Linked DNA regions of Sus scrofa: regions 1, 2, 4 and 5 are each linked to region 3. A link is a contact called in public HiChIP or PLAC-seq data. All regions are on one chromosome and are shown on one strand. Each heading gives the region's core, a stretch centred on a gene start, on an enhancer-like site or on the middle of the called end of the contact. The rest is flanking DNA. Distances are from core to core; before and after follow the strand shown.

Region 1 (4,257 bases), core at 1,665-4,164, 160 kb before region 3:
CATCAAATTCATTCACCACTTGAACCGCAAGATCTCCACATCACAGTGGGTTATAAGTAAAGGGAACTCGAGGACGGGGAAACAGACACAGGAGGCAAACTAAAAGAAAGCAGGGCCAGGAATCCACGTGGATCTTACGGCAGAGGCTGGAGGGCAGTGGACCCACTCCATCGCTTCCTTTCTTCCTGGCACATGGCTGGGTGACATTTCCCACCTCCCCGGCCATAGGTGTGGACGAGTGATTGACTTCCAGGCAGAGGAATGTGAGCAAGAATGAAATGTGCCACTGCAGGCCCATCTCATTAAAAATCTCCTGTGAACAGTCCTCTGAACTGCTGGCCAACCTGGCAGAGCCACAAGGTGGAAAGGACCTGGGCCTCTGGATGACATCTCGAAGAGCCACCACCAATCTTTCAATTCCACAAGCAAAACAAACATCCGTAAATAGTTGAGATCTGGGCTTTATCTATTAGAGCAAGTGTGATGGTTAATTTCTTGTGTCAACGTGACTGGGCCAGGAGCTGCCCAGAGGGTTGGTAAAACATTATTTCTAGGTTTGTCAGTGAGGGTGTCTGCAGGAGATTATCATCTGTATCGGTAAATTGAGTAGAGAAGATCCCTCTCACCAAGGGGAATGGGCAGATCCAGTCGCTGGAGGGCCTGAAGAGAACAAAAAGGCAGGGAAGACCGAAGCTGCTCTTTCGGCTCAAGCTGACACATCCCTCTTCTTTGCCATTGGACATGAGCATCCTTCTTCTAGGGCCTTCAGACTGGGACTCTGGCTCACACCATCGGCTCCCCTGGTTCTCAGGCCTTTGGACTTGGACTGAATTACAGCACCAGCTTGTCTGATACTCCAGCCTGCAGACAGATCATGGGCTTCTTGGCCTCTATCATCATGTGAATCAATTCTCATAACAAATCTCCTCTTATATTTGTGTGTGCATGTACATACATACATGTGATTCTGCCTCTCTGGTGAACCCTAACACAGCAAGTAATTAATACACCGAACATCTGATCTTTTTTTTTAAATTTTTTTTGTCTTTTTAGGGCCACACCCTTGGCATATGGAGGTTCCCAGGCTAGGGGTTGAATGGGAGCTATAGTCACCGGCCTACACCACAGCCACAGCAATGCAGATCTGAGCCTTGTCTGCAACCTGCACCACAGCTCATGGCAACACTGGATCCTTAACCCACTTAGCAAGGCCAGAGATCGAACCCACATCCTCATGGATACTAGTCAGGTTCATTAACCCCTGGCTGAGCCATGACAGGAACTTCGTCACATCTGATCTTGCAATAACTGCCTCTTAGAATTCTTCTGCTGTTGGAAAAATGCCAGACTCAGACCAGAAAATACAGAGGACGCTCAGAGACAGGACCTGAGCCAGGCTCAGGAGAACCCACGCTACACAATGGGTGAGAAATCCACACAGCACGGCAACTAGATCACAGAACCCAAAGCGCCCCGGGCCTCACCTGCCCACAGAGAGGACGGTGACCTCCCCTTGGCGCCTCGGGCGGCCCTCTTTGGACTTGTTGGCAGGTCTGATGAAGTGCCACCGCTTATGCCTACATCGATGACACACGTCCCGCTCGACAGCACCGCCCACTGTGTGCAGATGGTGGCCGCAGATGTGCTTTCCTGGGGTGCCTCCCGGTGACAAGGGCCCGGGGCTCACGGGCGGGCTCCCAGGAGTGCTGGGGGTCACAGGGCTACAGGGGGAAGAAAAAGGAAAAGGTGGATCTGGTTACTTAAAAGAAATACCAGCGAAGGCAAATCTCTCCCACGGAATGTAAGAAGCAGGTTCAAAGCAAAAGGAAAAAATGTCTCTTCCAATTACACAAATGGGCGTTGTGAACTGATCTCAGACAGCAGGCATTCAGCTTTTACGACTGTACAATGACAGCTCGTTTTAAACAGTAATAATGTGATTTATCACTTCTAGGATGGAATTAAAGGGCCAGAAATAAACCCCTGCTTCTAATGATGGTGTACTGTTTGTCTTAAAGTATTAGGTTTCTTTCCAAATGGCCAACCTCCCTTCTCATCCAATCTAATTTCAGGCAAACTAATTTCTCACACATACCCAAGCGCCTGCCCAGATCTCTAAGCAAATAGACACCTTGGACATACATGCCTTGGAGGAGAGAAAAACTTAAATTCCAGTCAAATTATCGAGTGGCTTTTGATCCAATCTGACGATTGTATCAAAGGAAGAAAGCTTTTAGGTCAAAATACTCAAAAGAGAGATGTTCAAAAGAGGTTGATAATAGGAATAATAAAAATAGCTAACAGCACTCTAAGCATTTGATATATGTTAATTCGGTTCATTTTTACAAAACTTTCTGAGGTAGATATTATTAATTTCCTTATTTATTTATTTGTTTATATTTTTCTGTCTCTTTAGGGCTGTACCTGCAGCATGCAGAGGTTCCCAGGCTAGGGGTTGAATCGGAGCTGTAGCCACTGGCCTTCACAGCTACAGCAAGGTGGGATCTGAGCCATGTCTGCGACCTACACCACAGCTCATAGCAATGCCAGATCCTTTAACCCACTGAGCAAGGCCAGGGATTGAACCTGTATCCTCATGGATGCCACCAAGCCATGACAGGAACTCCAATTTCCTCTTTTTAAAAAAGAAGACACTGAGCCTCAGAGCAGTTAAGTAACTTGCCCAAGGTCACACAGCCAATAAGTCATGGTTGAGATCCAAATCTGGAAAGATGACATCTAGAAACCATGATCTTAATCATCACGCTGCAGTGCTTCAGAAACAGGGGAGACCCCTTTGATAACCTGGAAGAAACCCAGCCAGACCATCCAAAATGTAAAAAGCAGAAGTATATATAGGTCAGATGCTAACTGCTTTCATCAAGCTGTGTCAAGGCTCTGGTCTACCAGGAAAGGAGGAATCAAGACAGCACAGGGCTGGCCTGACCAGGAATCAGCCCTCTGACCATGGAGGAGCGGGTGGGTGGGGCAGCTGGTCACAGCACAGCCTGACTCTTGAGACTGGGCCAAAAGCCCCAAAGGCGCATGGAAGTCTCATGACAGCATAAACCAGCCTTTATACTGCTGATAACCGGCCACCTCAAAAGCAGCACGCCTTATGGAAACGATAGTCTCAAACATTACAGCCCAGAGTTTCCTGGTGTTCTTTAGGAATGCTCTTTAGATTGTTTAAAACGCAAAATTGCAGGGAGTTCCTGTTGTGGCTCAGCAGATTAAGAACCCAACATAGTGTCTAAAATGATGCAGGTTCAATCACTGGCTTCACTCAGTGGATTAAGGATCAGGTGTTGCTGCAAGCTGTGGTGTTGCGAATGTGGCTCGGATCTAGCGTTGCTGTGGCTGTGGCAGAGGCCAGCAGCTGCAGCTCCAATTAGACCCCTAGCCTGGGAACCTCCATAGGCTCAGGTTGGCCCTAAAAAGAAAAAAAGAAAGAAACCCCCCAAAAAACCCACAAAAAACAAACAAACAAAACACAGTTGCAGCTTTCTGGGGTAAAACAAGGTCCACACCACATATCAGGAGTCTAAATTTGAAAATTTAACAACATTCAGAGTTCCCTGGTGCCTCAGCAGGTTGAGGATATGGCATTGTCACCGCTGTGGCTAGGGTTTGATCCCTGGCCTGGGAACTTCCTTTTGCTGAGGGTGTAGCCAAAAAAGAAAAAAGTTTAACCACCTCCATTCAACGAACGTTTATCTGGGACCTGCTGTGCACAAAACCCAGTGGCAGGGACCACAGGATGCCCTAAGATGCCTGAGGCAAAGATACACCGAGGTGACACGGTCCTACCCCAAGGTGTCTATGGGCAGGACTGGAAAATAGGAGAAGTCACAGCTCCTGTGTCTCTATGAACTACACAAGCAGAGCTCCCTACACTGGTCTTCCAGCCCTGAGTCACCTTGCTAAAATCCAACATGGCCAGTTTCACAAACATGTATGAAATACCTAAGATGTGCTGGCTGTACCACCCACAGAGTAAGCAGACAAAGGTCCAAACTCCTTGCCGTGTCACTCAGTCCCAACTGGCCTTGCTGGACCTTCTAGCGTCTGTCCATAGCACGTCCTCCGGCCACCACAGACTGAACGTTCCTGGGTCACCCCCCACTTTCACGCTCCAGGGTCTTTTGCTCTGGCCTTTCTCTGCAGCCCCCACCTCCTGTCTCCACTTCCACTAGACGGAGTCCTCCATGGTCAGGCCCTGTGAAGGCGCACCTCCAGCATCATGCCCAGCACACA
Region 2 (4,890 bases), core at 1,699-4,198, 130 kb after region 3:
ACCTGTGGTCACTCATAGCCCAACAGCCTCCAGTTCATACCAGTGGCCCTGAGATGATTTATTTATTCGTACCAGTCTCCTCACCATGTTCTCTGAGATTTTTGTTTTCAGTCTTCGCTGAATCAATGGTGGATGTCAGGGTAGTTTCAGATTTTCACTTTTACAGTGTGTGACTTAAAATTCTGCTGATTTGGTGGGGGCGGGGGGCGGGGCTGAGGCTGATATTCTCGTGCAAAGGCATTGGTTGAATCTGAATGAAAACCTCCATCTCTGGAATCCTGATTTTTCAGTTACCCCTTAGGTCCTTGTTGTTTGCGCAGATTATGCGATGGTGTTGAGTTGATTGGGGCTGCAGAGGAATTGTGCTCATTTGCAGTGGAAATCAAAGCAAATCAACATATTTGATGGATAGGTGCAGTCACAGGTGCTGATTGATGTGCGGGCTGTGACAGCTGCGGGTACCCCTCCCCCTCCCACACTGGCACTCAGCGTATCTGACATTCAGATCGAATAATTGGATGCCTTTTTTGGCAAAACTGGGCTGAAAAGCACAAATGCTGAAATTTCAGAGGAATATTTTTTAAAAATGCACGGAAATACCATGTGGTATGAAAAGCACATTGTTAATTAATGAAAGAGAATCAGGTAAGAATTTCACGGACAGATAGGAGAGGGGCATTTGTATTTATAATCTGAGCGTAAGCATGAAAAATTCTTATGAGCTCAGTTTTAAGCTGATGCATATTAATATCAGGCTTTATTTTAAAATACGTCAAAGTGCCATATGCAATTAAGGCTTCGTCAGGGAGGGGCACAGGCCTGTCATCGCTACCAATGGAACACTGTTCATGTAGTTTTTAATTCCCATGTTACTGAAATGGAACACAACCAGTTGCATAATATAATGTATAACGTCTACTTGGGAATTCAATCATTTTGCAATTAAATTTCAAGTCTTTCAAAATCAATTTGCCTATTAGCTATGTTGCCGTAATTGTTTAATAATGACTTGAAAGAAAGACCTTAGAGAAACATATGTGGAAGTAAGTGCAAATAAGGTTAATGAAGAAAAAAGTGACCCAAGCTGATGTGCGGAATAGTGGCAAAATCTACAGAAGCTTCTCTAAGAAATGGATGAGCAGAGTTCCCGTCGTGGCTCGGGGGAAACGAATCCAACTAGGAACCATGAGGTTGCGGGTTCGATCCCTGCCCTTGCTTAGTGGGTTAAGGATCCGGCATTGCTGAGAGCTGTGGTGTAGGTCGCAGACGCAGCTCAGATCTGGCAGTGCTATAGTTCCGATTAGACCCCAGCCTGGGAACCTCCATATGCTGCAGGTGCGGCCCTCAAAAGACAAAAAAAAAAAAAAAAAAAAAAAAAAAAAGAAATGGATGAGCATGAGGCAGGCCCAGGAGGCTGTTGGTATGCATTGAGATGTTTGGATGGTTAGTGTGGTTAGCTTGGTATGTGGGGAGGGAGAGCAGACAGTAAGGATGAGTTCAGCTAAAAATGATGGAATGTCCAAGTCATAGTGGTTTACACCTGCGTTGCTCTAAACGCGATCCTCAGTCAGCAGCATCTCCTGGGAGTCTGTTATTAATTCTTGGGCCCCACCTCAAATCTACTGAATCAGAATTTTCGTTTTAATGAGATTTCTCAGTGATTCATGGGCACATTAAAATCCAGTTTCGGCAATAAAGATATTTTGCTATATCACTTAATAAGGATTCGGGGGTGAGCAGTTTTCGGAATGGTTGGACCTCTGTCATCCATAACACAGGCTTTTATCTCAGGATGTAGAGGTAAGCAGTTTCAGAGTGGCTGGGTCTGTATCATCAATAACACAGACTTTCATCTCATTACTCTCTGCCAGGCTTAGCATGTTAATTTTGGCCTTTTGCTCTGTGACTTCATGGTTCCAAGGTGGCTGTTGTAGCTTCTCGCACAAGTGAATTCCAAGTAGGAAGGATGGGGCCTACTTCTTCTAGGACCTCCTTGGCCAGAACTGGGTCACATTTGGGAAGAGGAATGGTACACACAAGGCTAATTGATACCATTCATTCACTTAGTTTAAAGAAAAAAATAGGTTGCCACTGTGTGCCAACTCATAACATATTCCCTGGGGCTAAACCTTGATTTTTGTTTGTTTGTTTTTTGTTTTTTAGGGCTACACCCACGGCATATGGAGGTTCCCCAGGCAAGGGGTCAAACTTGAGCTGGAGCTGCTGGCCTTTGCCACAGCCACAGCAATGCCATATCTGAGCCACGTCTGCAACCTACACCACAGCTCATAGCAACATGGGATCCTTAACCCACTGAATGGGCTCAGAGATTGAACCCATGTCCTCATGAACACTAGTCTGTTTCATTACTGCTGAGCCATGATGGGAACTCTGGGGCCTAACCTTGAGATGAGGAGTCTCTTTTCAGAGTTCCCACTGTGGTGCAGCAGGTTAAGGATCTAGCATTGCCCCAGCTATGGTGTAGGTCTCGGCTGTGGCTCAGATTCCATCCCTGGCCCAGGAACTTCCATAGGCTGCAGATACAGCTGGGGAAAAAAAAAAAAAGGAAAAAAAAAAAGTGTGTTCATTACTTGCATAAAACTAGGGTTCTGCTGATAACGAGGAATAGGGAGAAATCATTATTAGGCAGGAATCATTGTCCATCACTGGTTAGAGAGGTCAGATTTGAAAGAGTCTTGGAAGCCATGCCAAGACTGCACTCGGTCCAGTCGTCACTGGAGAATCAAGGTGGGGACATACTCAGATCTGTGTTTTGAAAAGGAAATCTAGCCTGTGGAGGATGGACTGAGACCAGCAAGGAGGTTTATGCCGTTATTCAAGTGAGAGATGGCCACGGCCGACCTAGCACAGTGCTGGGCAGAGTGGAAGTGGGGATACTCTGGAAGGCAGCTCTGAGACAGAAGCTGTTACTTATGATGCCTCTGTGGGTAGTGAGAAGGAGAGGACTCAGAGCTGAGTCACCGAGACTTTGATGGGGCAATTCACTCAGCTGTCTAACACTAGTTGCCATTAAAAACAAACAAACAAAAAAACCCCTGTATTTTACACATATGCGATCACAGGACACAGAGCTTTGTAACCTAGAATTTCCACTTTTTGCATTGCAAACTGATTTCTGTGTCAGTAGGTATAGAACTGTCTCCTTCCCCCCTATTTTAATGTTTATTGATTTGAAAAATCTTATAAAGCACAAGCAAGTCAAAAAATCATTTGTCGTCTGATAAGTTGAGAAAATTGTAAAAAGTAAAAAAGGAACCCCCCTGTTTCTATCTTGCTTCTGGAAGACGTGCCATCATCCCTCTGCCCTCTTGACCCCATTTTTTCCTTAAGGTAATACAGGAAAATATCAAGACGTTCCAGTGCACGCACACACGTCTCTCCTTTCTCTCTCTCATAGTCATGGTGTGTATATTAATCTGCATCGTGTGATTTCCACTGTTACCCTTTTCCACAAAAATCCCTGCCCTTGATTTTTGTCTCCAGAGGCCTGCGCTTCAACAATTCCCACTGTTAACACAAGAGGGCGCTACCTCAAAGTTTACTCCTTCCTTTTTTTTGTTTATGTGTGTAGGTTATAATCTAGAGTCTGCTTCCAGCGAGCATCTAATGTACTGTGCATTTATTGTTTTGCACCTTGTCTGTCCCTCTTCACTGGGGTGTAAGTATTATGAGGGCAGGGATTTTTTTTTGTTAACAGATATGTCCTCACAGCCTATACAGTATTTTGTCCAAATAGGTGCTCAATAAATATTTGTGATAAATGGAGGCATTTTCAGCAGATTGTTTTCGTTTGCATTACTTTCACACATTTGAAATCTTCAGATGTCTTTGCCCTGTATCTCCCTTCTGGGTCTTTCCCCCTTGGCCTCATATGGTGTGTTCAGGGGGTAAACTAATTTTAATGTTAATCTAGAGAAAAGGGGAGTACAGTAATGAATTCCCCCAGAGGTCATGCAATGCTGGCCACAGTGACACATGCAGGGTTATTGTTACCTGGTCCTTGGGGTTATCTGTACTGCTGGCTCCCATCCCTCGCCTGCAGGCACAAGCTGACCAAATGGACATTTTTTTTTTTTTTTTTTTTTTTTGTCTTTTGCCTTTTCTTGAACTGCTCCCGTGGCATATGGAGGTTCCCAGGTTTAGGGGTCTAATCGAAGCTCTAGCCACCGGCCTACACCAGAGCCACAGCAACGCGGGATCTGAGCCGAGTCTGCGATCTACACCACAGATCACGGCAACGCCGGATCATTAACGCACTGAGCAAGGCCAGGGATTGAATCCGCAACCTCATGGTTCCTAGTCAGATTTGTTAACCATTTCGCCACAATGGGAACTCCCCAAATGGACATTTTTAAAAAAACTCTTTGGCATGCGGAAGTTCTGGGACCAGGGACTGAACCCACACCACAGCAGCAACCTGAGCCACTGCAGTGATGATGCCGGGCACTTAACCCGCTGAGCCACCAGGGAACTCCCCAGGTGGACATTTAGACTCCCTTCGTGGGTTAGGAGAACTTAAGCAGCTGTTGAGTCTGTGTGATACTCACAGCCACAGCAGCACCATGCAGCAGCCACATCCCTTCCTTTCCAAAGGAAGGGAAGGGGTGAAAACATAGGACCCGCGATACTGTGTGACACTTTTATTCCTCACAACCATTGAAGGAATAAATAACGTCACCATTTTCGAGGAGGAAATTTCTCTCATCACAAGAATGTATAATAAAGGGAGAGAGTTGAGATTCCAATATAGCCTTTCAGGCGCCACGAACTGTGTTTTTTTGTTGTTGTTGTTTTTAAACCCTACACCCCTTTTTGGGAAAAGTTCAGAACAGATTGTTTGATAGTTTTTTCTTCGTCATTACTTTGAAA
Region 3 (4,612 bases), core at 1,270-3,769:
TTAAGTCATAAAGCTGAACAATCGGACATTTGACAGACAGAAATGATAAAATTTACTGAAAACCTTTAATTATTTAGATGCCCAACTGTATGATTGCCTAAGGCTTTAATTTGAAAAGGAGCCTGTCTCGAGCAAATTACAGTTGTCAAACCACATATTAATAAGATTTCATCATAAGAGTATGACATAGTATTTTTCAGAATGTGATAATTGCCAGTATTCAAGAACTGTGGCAATGTTTTCCCTTGTGCTTTTTGCAGAAGCCTATTTATCTGTATGCTAGTCTGAGGGACACTTTGAAAAGCAAAACATGAACAATTTAATAGTCAAAGCTTCTCAATTATTTAAGGTACTTAGTGCCTGAGATTTTGCGGTTTGGTTTTAATTTGTTTTTGTTTACCATTAAGAGGAGCCTAAAAGCCCTGACTGTTCCTCATCAAGCTAATGTCAATTATGATTAGGGAACTTTCTCTGAATACTTTTATCTTCATATGGTACGGGAAAAATTAGAAGGGCTAATTTTTGAAAGCTAAATGTTCTTTATCCCAACCATTCTCAAAGCCACTCCCAGGTGGGTTAGTCAGCTTTGTTGCAGTAGGAAAGGACCCCACAACTCTCAGTGGTTTGCCATAGCAAATAGCAAATATTTCTTTCTTGGCCACATTACATGGCAGGTGATGGATCAGGTGCTGACTCGCTGCTTGTGGCTTCTCATCCCCAGACGCAAACCAAAGGAGCAGCACCATCTGAAACATCTGCTTAGTGGTGGAGAAAAAGAGAGCTGTCTGAAGGATGTGGTACCTGTTCTAATTTTTGTTCAAATGCAACCCATGTCTCACCTGTTCACATTCCACTGAGCAAAGCAAGACACATGGCCAAGCCCCACCTTGATAGGGAGGTGAAGTTACTCCTCCAGCAGGAAGTCCATGCTTGTTGCAAGTAAAGGGTGGAGGTATGATCCTCCTATAAGGAAGAGGATGCATGAGTCATCACAATCGACAATCTAATCTCTGCGCATAAAATGGGGGATTAAATCATTGGAAGAAAATAAGATTAGAGAAAAGCTGAACAATGATTAGAACGGAAAAGTTTAAAACTTAAAAAAAAATTTGTCCAGACTTAAACACCAAGGTACTTTAAGGAATTTAAGGCTGGACCATCTGTCTTAAATTATGATTTGTGTGTTATCTTTGCAATATAATTTTATTGGGGGCAAGTACTTCTTTTAGCACTGCCTTCTTGGTCTCCTTTTTAATACTCTTCCCTTCAAGAAGTACAAACAAAACTCCCTATTAACACAGGGAGAATTAGAGATGACTGAGGTGAAAAGGTGGCAGATCTTTTTTTTTTTTTTTTTTTTTTTTTGGCCTTTTCTAAGGCCACACCCATGGCATATGGAGGTTCCCAGGCTAGGGGTCTTATCGGAGCAATCAGAGCTGTAGCTGCCGGCCTATGCCACAGCCACAGCAACGCCAGATCCAAGCTGAGTCTGCGACCTACACCACAGCTCACGGCAATGCTGGATCCTTAACCCACTGAGTGAGGCCAGGGATCGAACCCGCAACTTCATGGTTCCTAGTCAGATTCGTTAACCACTGCGCCAGGATAAGAACTCCCTGATCAAAGTAATCTTGATGAAAAAGAAAAATACAGAGCTCCTGCCATGGCACAATGGATTAAGAGTCCCTCTGTAGCAACTCGAGTCACTGCAGAGGCAAGGGTTCTGGCTAAAGATCCCGTGTTGCCACAGCTGTCCCATGGGTCGCAGCTGCAGCTCAGATTCAATCCCTGGACTAGGAACTTCATGTTCCACAGGTGTGGCCATTAGAAAGGAAGGAAGGAAAGAGAAAGAAAGAAAGAAAGAAAGAAAGAAAGAAAGAAAGAAAGAAAGAAAGAAAGAAAAAGAAAGAGGGAAGGGGAAAGAGAGAGGAAGGAAAAAGGAAAGGAAAGGAAAGGAAAGGAAAGGAAAGGAAAAAAATGTATTACCAAGCTTCATTTGGAGCACAAATAACACCCAGTTGCTCCTCAAGCAGAAACTAGGGATTCTCCGAGTTCTGACTTTAAAAGGTTTAATATTAATCTGCCAAAACAGTGGTCTTTCAGAAACATCAGGAATTATGTGATGCTCAGGAGAAAAAAAAAATCCTTCTCTTTCTACTGAGTCTCTTATGTTCAACACTCGGTAGAGATGCAGCTTTTAGTATAAGGCTTGCTCCTAAGCGGAATGAGCATACTAACACTAGAGGGCGCTGAAGTTTCCAAACACGAATCTCTGAGGGGGCTTTATTCTCACCCCGCTGAGGATGCGGTCACGTGTCTCTTCCTCTGACCCAGGCAGAAACCAAGGCGCAGAGCATTTCAACGACAGCGCTTTCCTAAGTTCACCAGTTCAATACTGCCTGCTTAAATACCCAAACACCTGAGGCAGAAGGACGCAGTAACGTTTCATTAGTCACCAACCATCTGATGAACATAATGACTCATCCCCTGAGATCTGGTTGTGACGGGTCGAGGGTGGCGGAAGATGTGCAAGACAATGGCGCACCATGAACACGGAAAAGAGAAGTGGCAGGAGGAGGCCGGGCTGAGAGAACACAAATGTTTCACCATCAGAGCTCTAGTGGGAGTTCAAGTGCAAAGAATTATTACAATGAGTCTTGGGAGAAAACTAGCCAATTTCAGGGATTTTTTTGATGAAAATAGGCATAAGTAAGAGATATTTGCATATTCCACTGAGATATACCATTAAACTCCAGCTGGTCTTGCAGAAATGTTTGCTGTTGGTATTCTTTGGGTTTGTGACCAGTAACAAGTACACTGAAAAAGTCTATTAATAAGCATCTTCTCATTTTCCTGTCAGACCTGAAATCAGGACCCCGGAGAAAGGTGACCAGCAGTTCACTTTTCTCTGTTAAATTCAGAAATGCTAGTTTGTTTTAGAGAAAAATTTTGTATCGGTGCCATATCCATAAGTCACACTATTATTATACTCATCTTTCTTTTTCTTCATAAGTGTAAGAGACTCAATGATTCATTCCTCAGCAGGTTCTTATGGACCATCTATTATGAACCAAGCACTGTTCTAGGTGCTGGGGACTAAGTTGGAAAAAGAACAGTTTACATTGTAGCAGGGTTCACAGACACTGTTGAAATCAAATTTATAATACCATGGCAGGTAGTGATAAACATTTTGAACAGTAATCAAGTGAGGTAAGAGAAGGATGCAGCTCGCATTTTAGGAGAGGTATATGGTATGTTGGTGACAGCTCAGACTAGTTCATCAGAGCCGATGAATAAATTTTTAGGAATTTTGCTAGCCATGATTAAAAGAATAAATTTTGGGAGTTCCCATCGTGGCTCAGTGGTTAATAAACCCAACTAATATCCATGAGGCTGTGGGATCAATCTCTGGCTTTGCTCATTGGGTTAAGGATCTGGAGTTGCTGTGAACTGTGGTGTAGGCCAGCGGCTATAGCTCTGATTCAACCCCTAGCCTGGGAACCTCCATATGCGGTGGGGGCGGCCCTAAAAAAGCAAAGATAAATAAATAAATAAATAAATAAATAAATAAATTGCAAGGAAATTTAGTAAGAACCCAGATAGATAAAGGAGATCTTTTAAATGTCTTATCTAACACCCTGAAGCTAACACAATATTGTAAATAACTATATTCCAACAAGTTTGTTTAAAATAGCCTTATTAACCAATGGCAAGATTTGGCTCCTGATTCAAACAATTTTGAAAAATTAAGATGCTTATGGAGTTTCTGTCATGGTGCAATGGAAACGAATCTAAGAACCATGAGGTTTCTGGATTCGATCCCTGGCCTGGTTCAGTGGGTTAGGTATCTGGCGTTGCTGTGAGCTGTGGTGTAGGTCACAGATGCAGCTTGGATCTCATGTTGCTGTGGCTGTGGTACAGGCCAGCGGCTACAGCTCTGATTGAACCGCTAGCCTGGGAACCTCCATATGCTGTGGGTGCGACCCTAAAAAGACAAAAAAAAAAAAAAAAATTTAAGACGCTTACAAGATATGTGAAAATTTGGACACTAAATAGACATTTAATAATATTAAGGAATTATTAAATTTAACCTTAAAATTTTTAGGTGAGATAATGATTTTATGGTTATTTATGAATCTTCTTCAAAATATACAAGAGGGGGAGTTCCCACCGTGGCGCAGTGGTTAACGAATCTGACTAGGAACCATGAGGTTACGGGTTTGATCCCTGGCCTTGCTCAGTGGGTTAAGGATCCGGCGTTGCTGTGAGCTGTGGTGTAGGCTGGCGGCTACAGCCCCAATTCAACCCCTAGCCTGGGAACCTCCATATGCCTCGGGTTCGGCCCTAAAATGACAAAAAAGGACAAAAAACAAACAAACAAAACCTTCCTAAAATAAAAAGTTTTAGAATAACTGTTCCTGGGCTGGATCCAAAAGATCTGGTAGAATTGCTGACAAGGTGTCTGGGGCAGCTGGGAAGGTTTCCAAGGCAAATGGGACATCCATGTGTGAAACACTTCTTAGGCAGCAGGAGAGCATGCACAAATTAAATTATTTTGGGCTTCACCTAACATTATCGACGCCAAAACTGGTTAATATTTGTTTTTCATCAA
Region 4 (4,451 bases), core at 1,260-3,759, 210 kb after region 3:
TCTCTTACCAGATACCACATGGATTTCATTACCTTCTTGTTACTCCGAAAAATGCCTGTAACCTTTGAAAATGTGTTATGACTTGGCCTAAAGAGAGGTAGAACTGTGGCCTGTGTCCACCAACCTTCAAAGGCAGGCAGAGGACAATGAGCACAGTCTCAGAGCGGTGCTTCTCAGCGCTGTGGGGCCGCCACGCTGTGTGCGCTTTTCAGACTAACATGTTAGCGTTGGATAGCTGTTAGAGGAATCATTTCATAAAGCAGAAAACAACTGAATGAATCCTTTGATTGTATGCGGAAGGAGGCAGTTTAGGCAAAGATCTATAAAGTCGAGAGGGTATTAGGTTTTAATCAATGGATATATCATTTCTACTTGTATTCACTGAGCTGGTACAAAAATTAATTAACAGCTACCACTGAGTGAATGTTTGCCATGTACTAGATAGAGTTTTAAGTCTTTATGTGAATTAGCCATTTTTTTCCCCTTCAACAGCTCTTTTGCAGTAGGTGTAATACTCATGTTAGAGACAAGGGCATGGGGAACAGAGGGCAAGTCGTTTGCTAGGCAGTGTTGAGCCCGTGTGTCTGAGGTCCAAAGACATTATCTTAATCATGTGTCCTTTAGGAGTGTAACCAACAACGTTTAATGTTACAGAAGTACTCAGCAATTTGCCTGAGTGCATTATCCAGTAGATAAGTTTTTCTTTTTTCCTGACATTTTATCACGAAAATTTCAAACATACAAACAAGCGCACAGTACTCCTACGCCCACCATCTGGAGGAAACCATTTTTTTTTTAATGTTTTGTTAATATTTATTTTTTATTTATTTATTTATTTTTTAATAAATTTTTTTATTTTCCCACTGTACATCAAGGGGGTTAGGTTATCCTTACATGTATACATTACAATTACATTTTTTCCCCCACCCTTTGTTCTGTTGCAACATGAGTATCTAGACAAAGTTCTCAATGCTACTCAGCAGGATCTCCTTGTAAATCTATTCTAAGTTGTGTCTGATAAGCCCAAGCTCCCGATCCCTCCCACTCCCATCAGGCAGCCACAAATCTTTTCTCCAAGTCCATGATTTTCTTTTCTGAGGAGATGTTCATTTGTGCTGGATATTAGATTCCAGTTATAAGTGATATCATATGGTATTTGCCTTTGTCTTTCTGGCTCATTTCACTCAGGATGAGATTCTCTAGTTCCATCCATGTTGCTGCAAATGGCATTATGTCACCCTTTTTATGGCTGAGTAGTATTCCATTGTGTATATATACCACATCTTCTGAATCCAATCATCTGTCGATGGACATTTGGGTTGTTTCCATGTCCTGGCTATTGTGAATAGTGCTGCAGTGAACACGCGGGTGCATGTGTCTCTTTTAAGTAGAGTTTTGTCCGGATAGATGCCCAAGTGGAGGAAACCATTTTTAACATTTTGTTATGTTTGCTTTCCTGTGTGTGTATCCTTATTTTGATGCCTTTCAAGGTAAGTTTCTGTACTAGCATTCTTCTTTTTTTTTTTTGCATTTTCTAGGGCTGCACCCACGGCCTATGGAGGTTCCCAGGCTAGGGGTCTGATCGGAGCTGTAGCTGCTGGCCTTCGCCAGAGCCACAGCGATGCAGGATCCGAGCCGCGTCTGCAACCTACACCACAGCTCTCGGCAACGCCGGATCCTTAACCCACTGAGCAAGGCCAGGGATCAAACCTGCAACCTCATGGTTCCTAGTCGGATTTGTTAACCACTGAGCCACGACGAGAACTCCATGTACTAGTCTTCTTGATCCCTGAACCCTTTAGTATGTGTATCAATACCTAGAATTTAGTATTTGTTTACAATTTTTTGGAGATAAGATTTACACATAGTAAGCTGCACAGATCTCGAGCGTACCATTTGTTGAGTTTGGAGGATTTTGTACATTCAGGTAGCCCACATCCCTGTCAAGATACAGGACATCTCCATCATGCCCGCAGGTACCCCCACAGCAGTCCTCACTCCCTCCCTCCCCCAGGCAACCACTGTTTTTTTTTTTTTTTCCCACCATAGATTCGTTTTGCCTGTTTGGGAACTTTTTATAAGTAGAATCATACAGTATCTTCTCTTTTGGTTCAGGCTTCTTTCACTTAGCAGAATGTTTTTGATATTCATCCTTGTTGTTGCATAAATCATTAATATGTTCCTTTTCATTCCATTGTGTCACAAGTATGGTTGATTTCTCCATTCCCCTTGTGACGGACACCTATGCTATTTCCAGGTGCTGGTTATTGTGAAAAGGCTGCCGGTGGATGGGTTGTGACACCCCTGGATGGTGGGTTCTGAACTGGGAACCCAGAGTGTGTTGTTCCTTTCCTTTGAAAAGCTAATGGTAGTTGCCTTTGTACCACAAGCTGTGCCTGATGCTTTTAGATGCTTTACCTGCTATGCTCACCCCACAGCACTGTTCTTACATCTTGAGGTCGGTCTCAGTTCACAGGAGAGGAAGTTGTGGCTCAGAGAAAGCAGCTTGCACAAGGCCGCGGCTAGTGAGTGACTGTCTCTGATCCAGCCACAGAGCCCGAGCTCTAAACTGCTTTGTTAACGGATTGGTTTCTAAGCACATTTCTTCATTTCTTTTGGAGGAGACAGAGTCGGTCTTTGAGGCAAATGTATTTCTTAGACTTGCAGTCCTGTTGCCAAGGAGCAGCTGAGAAGAAGTCACAGAAAGAATATGACCTGGGGTCAAGAAGATGCATCCTAGAGGTTTTTCAGTCCTTTAAAAAGGAAGGAGGCCTATGTGACTTAACTTTCCATTGTTCCACTTTTTAGGCATCACAGATTGCAGCGGAGAATATTGGAAGCGAGTTACCACCCAGTGCCACTCGGTTTAGACTAGATATGCTGAAAAACAAAGCAAAGAGATCTTTAACGGAGTCTTTAGAAAGTATTTTGTCCCGGGTAAGTGGTATGATTCGTCCTAATTTAAGTTGACTCACGTTTTGAGAGAACATGAGATTCAGTTCTTTGCTTTTACTCCAACAGGGTTCATTGTAAAGTATAGGAGGGTAAAACCTTTTTAATGTCTTCTTAGTCTTAGAAAATTGTTCCCTTTAAAGTTCAGTTTTTACCTTGGTCTGGGTTTTTAAAAATCATTATTGGAGTTCCCTGGTGGCTTCGAGACTAAAGGAGCTGGCGTTATTACTGCTGTAGCTCGGGTTGCTGCTCTGGCACAGGTTTGATCCCTGGCCTGGGAACCTCTGCATGCCAAGGGCATGGCCAAAAAAATAATCACTCTTTTGTGTTGTATTATATCCCATGGAGTTTCCCAAAAGAATGTTGTTTGTGGGGCAGCCCCTATAAAGAGCATGGATCAGATACATCAAAGTGTGGGTTCCATTCTCCCTGGTGTCACTAGGTACAGCTTAAAAATTGTTGTTCTCAGCTTCTGTTGCTGGTGTCTCAAATTGCCTGTAGCAGGATCTGCAAACTGTGGCTCTTGGGCCAGATACCAGTCACTTTTTGTTTTTGTAAATAAAGTTTTGTTAGAACACAGTCACATCAGTTCATTCGCCTTTTGTCTAAGGCTGCTTTTCTACAGAGTCAAGTAGTTGGCCCACAGAGCGTAAGAGGTTTATTATCTGGCCCTTTACAGAAGAAGTTTGTGGCCTGCAGCTCTACAGGAAAAATAAAATGTGCATCTGTACCAATCTGGAAGTTCTTAAAGAAATTCCTATCACCCCCTACTTACCTACTCCCCCCTCCCATGAGTGTAAACACCCCTGACGATGGCACTTCTAAGAAGTAGATGTTTGATTTTCTCTCAAAGTTCCACACCTTTCAAGAGTTTACAATATCTTCTTTTATTTCTTTTTTATTTCATGAACTACTTCATTTGAAACAAGCTTTATTTTTTTGGTGAAAGTTAAATTTTATTTTGTGTGAAGATGTTTCTGAGAGTCTTACAGCATCCTTACAGATAATTAAAGACAGTTCATTTACAGAACTGGCGCTGGGGTGGGGCTGCCTCTGTCTCCCAGACGGAGAGCTTGGGGTTGGCGTGTGGCGGGCTGGAGGCGAGGGTTGTGGAGCGCATGCCCTCCGGCACTTACTTTGCTTTGGAGACGCGTTGTCTCTTCCCTTGCCCACCATCCCTGCCAAATGATGAGCCCACCAGGTGCTTTGGAGCATTTAGGTTGGTTTAAAAAATAGAAAAAAGTCGGGAACGTTGATTGTCTCATATGTGTGCAGCAGCGTTTCTCAGTAGATGCATTTTTCCTGAGCTTATTGAAATAGACCAGACTGCTTCTAGCGGATGCCTTTGCAAACGCCTCAGGGGTCATAACTCGACTGCTTTTCTTTCGTAGGGTAATAAAGCCAGAGGCCTCCAGGAGCACTCCACCAGCCTGGATCTGGACAGCTCCGTGTCTAGCACATTAAGTAGCACCAGCAAAGTAAGCACATTTCTCTTTATC
Region 5 (4,256 bases), core at 1,664-4,163, 190 kb after region 3:
GGGTCAGCTTTTCCCGGTTTTCATTGTTGGCCTTGTACACTGAAACGAGTGCTACTTTGGTAGTTGGACTTGTGCTGCCATCTGTAATCTATACTTAAAAAAACAACCACAACCTCTTGGTGCCATTGGGAAAGCTACTCAGCACATTTGTTTTCAAGTACTTGTTGTGTAACTGCTGTCTACAGGGTCCCTTGCAACATGCTACAAATATAGCAGTGAACAAAACAGTGAACAAAACAGGCGTGGTCTCTGCCCATGTGGAATTTAGATTCCAGGAAGAGACCAACAACTGACTGTACAGCTGATTGTCTCACTGAAATGGTGATAAATGCTGCAGAGCAGGAGGGGAGGATGCTGTGAGGGCATCCGAGCACTCAGGGAAGGCTTCTTTGAGGAAGTGATTTTCACCGAGCAGAGGTTTTGTTGAGGCCACCTGGGTTCAGGGGGCAGCAGGTGAGGGAGGGATGCTGGGACCTAACAATGTGGTCACTGCAGCACGGTCCTCTTCTGCCCCAGATCTGTAAGGACGCGCTGATTTATGCTAATGCTCTAGCTTCAGAAAGTCAGGTAAGCAGCAGTGAGTACCTAGCGCATAGTATGTACTTAATAAATGATAGGCTGCTTTAATTATAATTTGAGAAGACCTTTCTAATCATTAGAAAGTGTTGTGGAAATTTTAAATGAGAAGCTCCTGTTTCCTAGGAGATTCACTTAACGTAGGAACCTCTGTTCCTTGCAAACTGGAGCCTGTGGGAGCCTGAGGCTTTGTTGCTAACTTTTGGGTATTTGGTCCTCTCACCCCAAGACTGCCGCTGCTATAGGTGAACGCACCGATGGTTGTCTGTGCCCCCCGAGATCTGCAGGATAGATTGTAACCTTGAAGTGATCTGCATGAGATGGTCAGAATTCTGTAGGAGCTTGATCCCTTTTTTCCTTATTTTCATGGGTCATGAAGTGAGAAAGTTTGTATGGCAAATTTGAATTCAACCTTCACGAGAAGCTAGTTTCTTTTTTTCTTTGTCTTTTCAGATCGGTCAGTCTGAAGTTTACCTCATCAGTCCTGACACCAAAAAAATCGCCTTGGAGAAAAATTTTAAGGAGATATCCTTTTGCTCTCAGGTAAATGGAGCTGTGTTATCAGCTCAGTGGCCATTGAATTTTTTTAATGAATTCTTCTACTGTCTCATTCAGCAGAAGCGGTTAAGGTCACAGGATGTGTGCTTTCTAAGTACCGGATTTGTGATCTTGTATTTCTTCTTCCTTTTGTATATTAAGGCATAATAGAAATATAACTTTGAAATTAAGATTTTTGCTTTTAACAACCATACTCTCCTGGGGCACGTAGGGCTCCTTTTCGTTGTTTCACTCATTGGTGGTCATGCTCTGCAGCCCTGTTTTCCAGAGGTCTGGGTGTGGGTCTGGGTCTGTGTGCATGTTTATATGTACATTCATATACACAGTGGTACATTTTTAAATAGATACTTGTTTCTACTTTACAAAAATTCATAATTTTTCTTTTTTCTTTTTTTTTTTTTGTCTTTTTGCTATTTCTTGGGCCGCTCCCGTGGCATATGGAGATTCCCAGGCTAGGGGTCTAATCGGAGCTGTAGCCGCCGGCCTACGCCAGAGCCACAGCAATGCGGGATCCGAGCCGCGTCTGCAACCTGCACCACAGCTCACGGCAACGCCGGATCGTCAACCCACTGAGCGAGGGCAGGGACCTAACCCGCAACCTCATGGTTCCTAGTCGGATTCGTTAACCACTGCGCCACGATGGGAACTCCCATAATTTTTCAAATACCAATGATCATTATTTCTTCTTCCTTAAAACATGATAAATAGTGACTACCTTTCAGGATGTTTTCCTCAGAATACAGTGTCTACTTGAGTTCATTCTTGCTCATCTGGGTGTGTTTCATAGAGAAATGTGGAGAATCTGTCAGTTATAAAGAGCTATGCCAATTTCACTCAGGATCTTCCTAGCAAATCTGAATTATTGTTTGATTACTTTTTAAAAGTCTGACTTGTTTCCTCATTTCCATTTTCTCAACATTAATAAGGTAGGATGGAAGTCTCATTGTTTGTTGAATTATAGCATGATCTACAGAAGGATTCAGCAGGGAATTTTCCTCCCCAAAAGGTGAAAATGATGTTCCTGAATAAGATCAAATAAGGAACCATTTACAAAGGAAAAGTTTTTTCCAAATCCTGCTTTCCTGGGGAGTATCCTCTAGCATATGCTTAGCTTGCTCTTGGGAAATGTTGACGGAGTTGCTGGGATATGTCAGGGATTGCCCGTTTATTGGGAAATAATTGTCCTGAAACTGAGCTTCTCCACAGCTTTTTATCTTGATTTGCTGCTATTTCTATTGAAATGTTAATATTAAATATTTTTCCTTTTTCATGTGATTGTTTTAAAGGGTGCATTTTACCTGATCACCTGACCTTCAGGCTCTCAGCACTCATATCTCTGTGTGCTGGTGTTTTCAGGAGACACTGCACATTAATATTTATGGGTGATGCCATATCTGTATTGCTGTTGTGCCTCTCAGCTGATACTTTCAAAACAAGTATGCATGTTGACATTTATTAAAAAGAGCTCTTAGGAAACTATGGTAGAGCTTGAGCCTTAATAGCTTATGTTTAAAAGCTTCTCTGTTCTTTATTGTGTAGAATTTTTAACTCATTGTTTCCACTAGTTTACTTCAATATTTATCTTTCTGTTATTTTAAGAGTACAGATGTCTTAAAACTTTTAACTTTTATGTCTATATGTGTTTGTGTGTTTGTGCATGTGTGCTCATGTGTGTGTATAGTTGTGTTTCTTCATTAGTCTCTTGTCTTATTCCTTAAGACCCAAGAGAAGTTGTAATTTTTCTGTGTCAGCTTTTCTCCACTTCCTTTTATTACTAAAATGAGCATTAAAAACTTCAGTTTTGGGAGTTCCCGTTATGGTTCAGCATGTTATGAAACTGACTAGTATCTGTGAAGATGGCGAGTCTGATCCCTGGTCTCGATCAGTGAGTGGGTTAAGGATCCAGCATTGCGGTGAACTGTGGTGTAGGTTGCAGATGTGGCTCGGATCCCGTGTTGCTGTGGCTGTAGTGTAGGCCTGCAGCTGTAGCTCTGATTTGATCCCGAGCCTGGGCCCCTCCATGTGCTGTGGGTGCGGCCCTAAAGAGACCAAAGAAAAAGAAAAGAAAACTCCAGTTTTCAGTTCCTACTTCTCTTATTGTGGGGATAATCAGAGTAACATTTTAGTAGAACTTCATATTTGAGAGACGTTTTTAGGTATTTAAAATATCTGAGAAAATAATACTCTTATAGTGTCTTTTAAAATTGTGCAGTATAAACCTTAGGTTGTATTTCTGGCAGTGGTGCCTCTTCTGGGTACAACTCACTGTCCCTTCCTCTCCTCCCTGCCTTCAACAGGGTATTAGACACGTGGACCACTTTGGGTTCATCTGCCGAGAGTCCTCGGGAGCTGGAGGCTTTCATTTCGTCTGCTATGTGTTTCAGTGCACGAATGAAGCTCTGGTGAGTGAGAAAGAGCAGTTCTTACCTTGAAGTCTCCTTTGCAGGGGATTTCAACCTCCCTGATTTCTTTCTGAAGCAAAACTGTACGGCCTCATTGACCTTATTTGGCTTTAATTATTCATTCATGACTGTTTTCTCACTAGCTGGTATACACCTGAGCTTGAATATGCATTTTCAATTTTCATTGTTCTTAAAGGCCTGCTCACTTTCACCCTCTGCATTAGAGTTTTCATTTATTAATTTGTTGGTTTATTATTTTGGGGCTGTTCCTATGGCATGTGGAAGTTCCTGGGCCAGGGATCAAACTCATGCTGCCGCAGTGATAATGCCAGATCCCCAGCTCGCTGAGCCACCAGGGAACTCTTGCTTTGGCTTTATAAAAATGTCGTTTTGAACTTTTGATCAGAAGAGTTGGTTTTCGCTCAGTATTTAATTTACATCTAGTTTTTACTTTATCTCCTTGAAGAGCTTTGAGCTTTTGTAGTGTTTCTCAGACTGTATGTAATCTTAGCAGTTATTATGGTTATTATTCATTTACCTGTGACTAGTAGTCCTGAAGAATCTTAAAGTACTGAGTCTTTCCACAGCATCCTGAAATCTCTGCCCAGCTCATTTTAATTATTATTTTTCTTTTTTTTAAGGCTGCACCCACGGCATATGGGGTTCCCAGGCTTGGGGTCCAATCAGAGCTGTAACTGCTGGTGTGTGCCAGAGCCACGG

What was found. HiChIP or PLAC-seq counts read pairs in DNA pulled down with a chosen protein or histone mark.
Region 1: a contact with region 3 is called in an H3K27ac HiChIP or PLAC-seq map of alveolar macrophages. The contact joins two enhancer-like sites. A contact is called at or near these places in 1 of 47 Hi-C or Micro-C datasets (fibroblasts) and 2 of 2 datasets of contacts at active chromatin or transcription factors (alveolar macrophages and skeletal muscle).
Region 2: an H3K27ac HiChIP or PLAC-seq map of alveolar macrophages shows a contact between it and region 3. The contact joins two enhancer-like sites. A contact is called at or near these places in 2 of 47 Hi-C or Micro-C datasets (embryonic fibroblasts and skeletal muscle) and 1 of 2 datasets of contacts at active chromatin or transcription factors (alveolar macrophages).
Region 4: an H3K27ac HiChIP or PLAC-seq map of alveolar macrophages shows a contact between it and region 3. The contact joins two enhancer-like sites. A contact is called at or near these places in 3 of 5 promoter capture datasets (fetal liver, liver and skeletal muscle), 31 of 47 Hi-C or Micro-C datasets (adipocytes, adipose tissue, alveolar macrophages and 17 more) and 2 of 2 datasets of contacts at active chromatin or transcription factors (alveolar macrophages and skeletal muscle).
Region 5: a contact with region 3 is called in an H3K27ac HiChIP or PLAC-seq map of alveolar macrophages. The contact joins two enhancer-like sites. A contact is called at or near these places in 1 of 5 promoter capture datasets (fetal liver), 8 of 47 Hi-C or Micro-C datasets (adipose tissue, alveolar macrophages, blood and 3 more) and 2 of 2 datasets of contacts at active chromatin or transcription factors (alveolar macrophages and skeletal muscle).

Annotation. Positions count from the first base shown.
Region 1 is chr8:29,139,972-29,144,228 of Sscrofa11.1, forward strand. It overlaps RELL1 (RELT-like protein 1), which reads right to left. Exons shown (of 7, transcript XM_013978589.2): 5 at 1,485-1,721. Among named protein-coding and RNA genes, the nearest start is that of RELL1, 48 kb to the right of the region's middle. Within about 2 kb of position 2,915, at least 6 of the 83 cell types and tissues checked have an H3K27ac peak or open chromatin away from gene starts, as enhancers often do. A contact at or near this core is called in alveolar macrophages, where this site is marked.
Region 2 is chr8:29,423,878-29,428,767 of Sscrofa11.1, forward strand. The region is part of intron 2 of TBC1D1 (TBC1 domain family member 1); the gene reads left to right. Among named protein-coding and RNA genes, the nearest start is that of TBC1D1, 56 kb to the left of the region's middle. Within about 2 kb of position 2,949, at least 13 of the 83 cell types and tissues checked have an H3K27ac peak or open chromatin away from gene starts, as enhancers often do. A contact at or near this core is called in alveolar macrophages, where this site is marked.
Region 3 is chr8:29,295,917-29,300,528 of Sscrofa11.1, forward strand. No RefSeq gene overlaps it. Among named protein-coding and RNA genes, the nearest start is that of PGM2, 9.4 kb to the right of the region's middle. Within about 2 kb of position 2,520, at least 27 of the 83 cell types and tissues checked have an H3K27ac peak or open chromatin away from gene starts, as enhancers often do. A contact at or near this core is called in alveolar macrophages, where this site is marked.
Region 4 is chr8:29,503,477-29,507,927 of Sscrofa11.1, forward strand. TBC1D1 (TBC1 domain family member 1) reads left to right here. Exons shown (of 22, transcript XM_021101100.1): 9 at 2,809-2,937; 10 at 4,344-4,430. Among named protein-coding and RNA genes, the nearest start is that of MIR9840, 43 kb to the right of the region's middle. Within about 2 kb of position 2,510, at least 2 of the 83 cell types and tissues checked have an H3K27ac peak or open chromatin away from gene starts, as enhancers often do. A contact at or near this core is called in alveolar macrophages, where this site is marked.
Region 5 is chr8:29,484,683-29,488,938 of Sscrofa11.1, forward strand. It overlaps TBC1D1 (TBC1 domain family member 1), which reads left to right. Exons shown (of 22, transcript XM_021101100.1): 4 at 1,030-1,119; 5 at 3,432-3,536. Among named protein-coding and RNA genes, the nearest start is that of MIR9840, 62 kb to the right of the region's middle. Within about 2 kb of position 2,914, at least 1 of the 83 cell types and tissues checked has an H3K27ac peak or open chromatin away from gene starts, as enhancers often do. A contact at or near this core is called in alveolar macrophages, where this site is marked.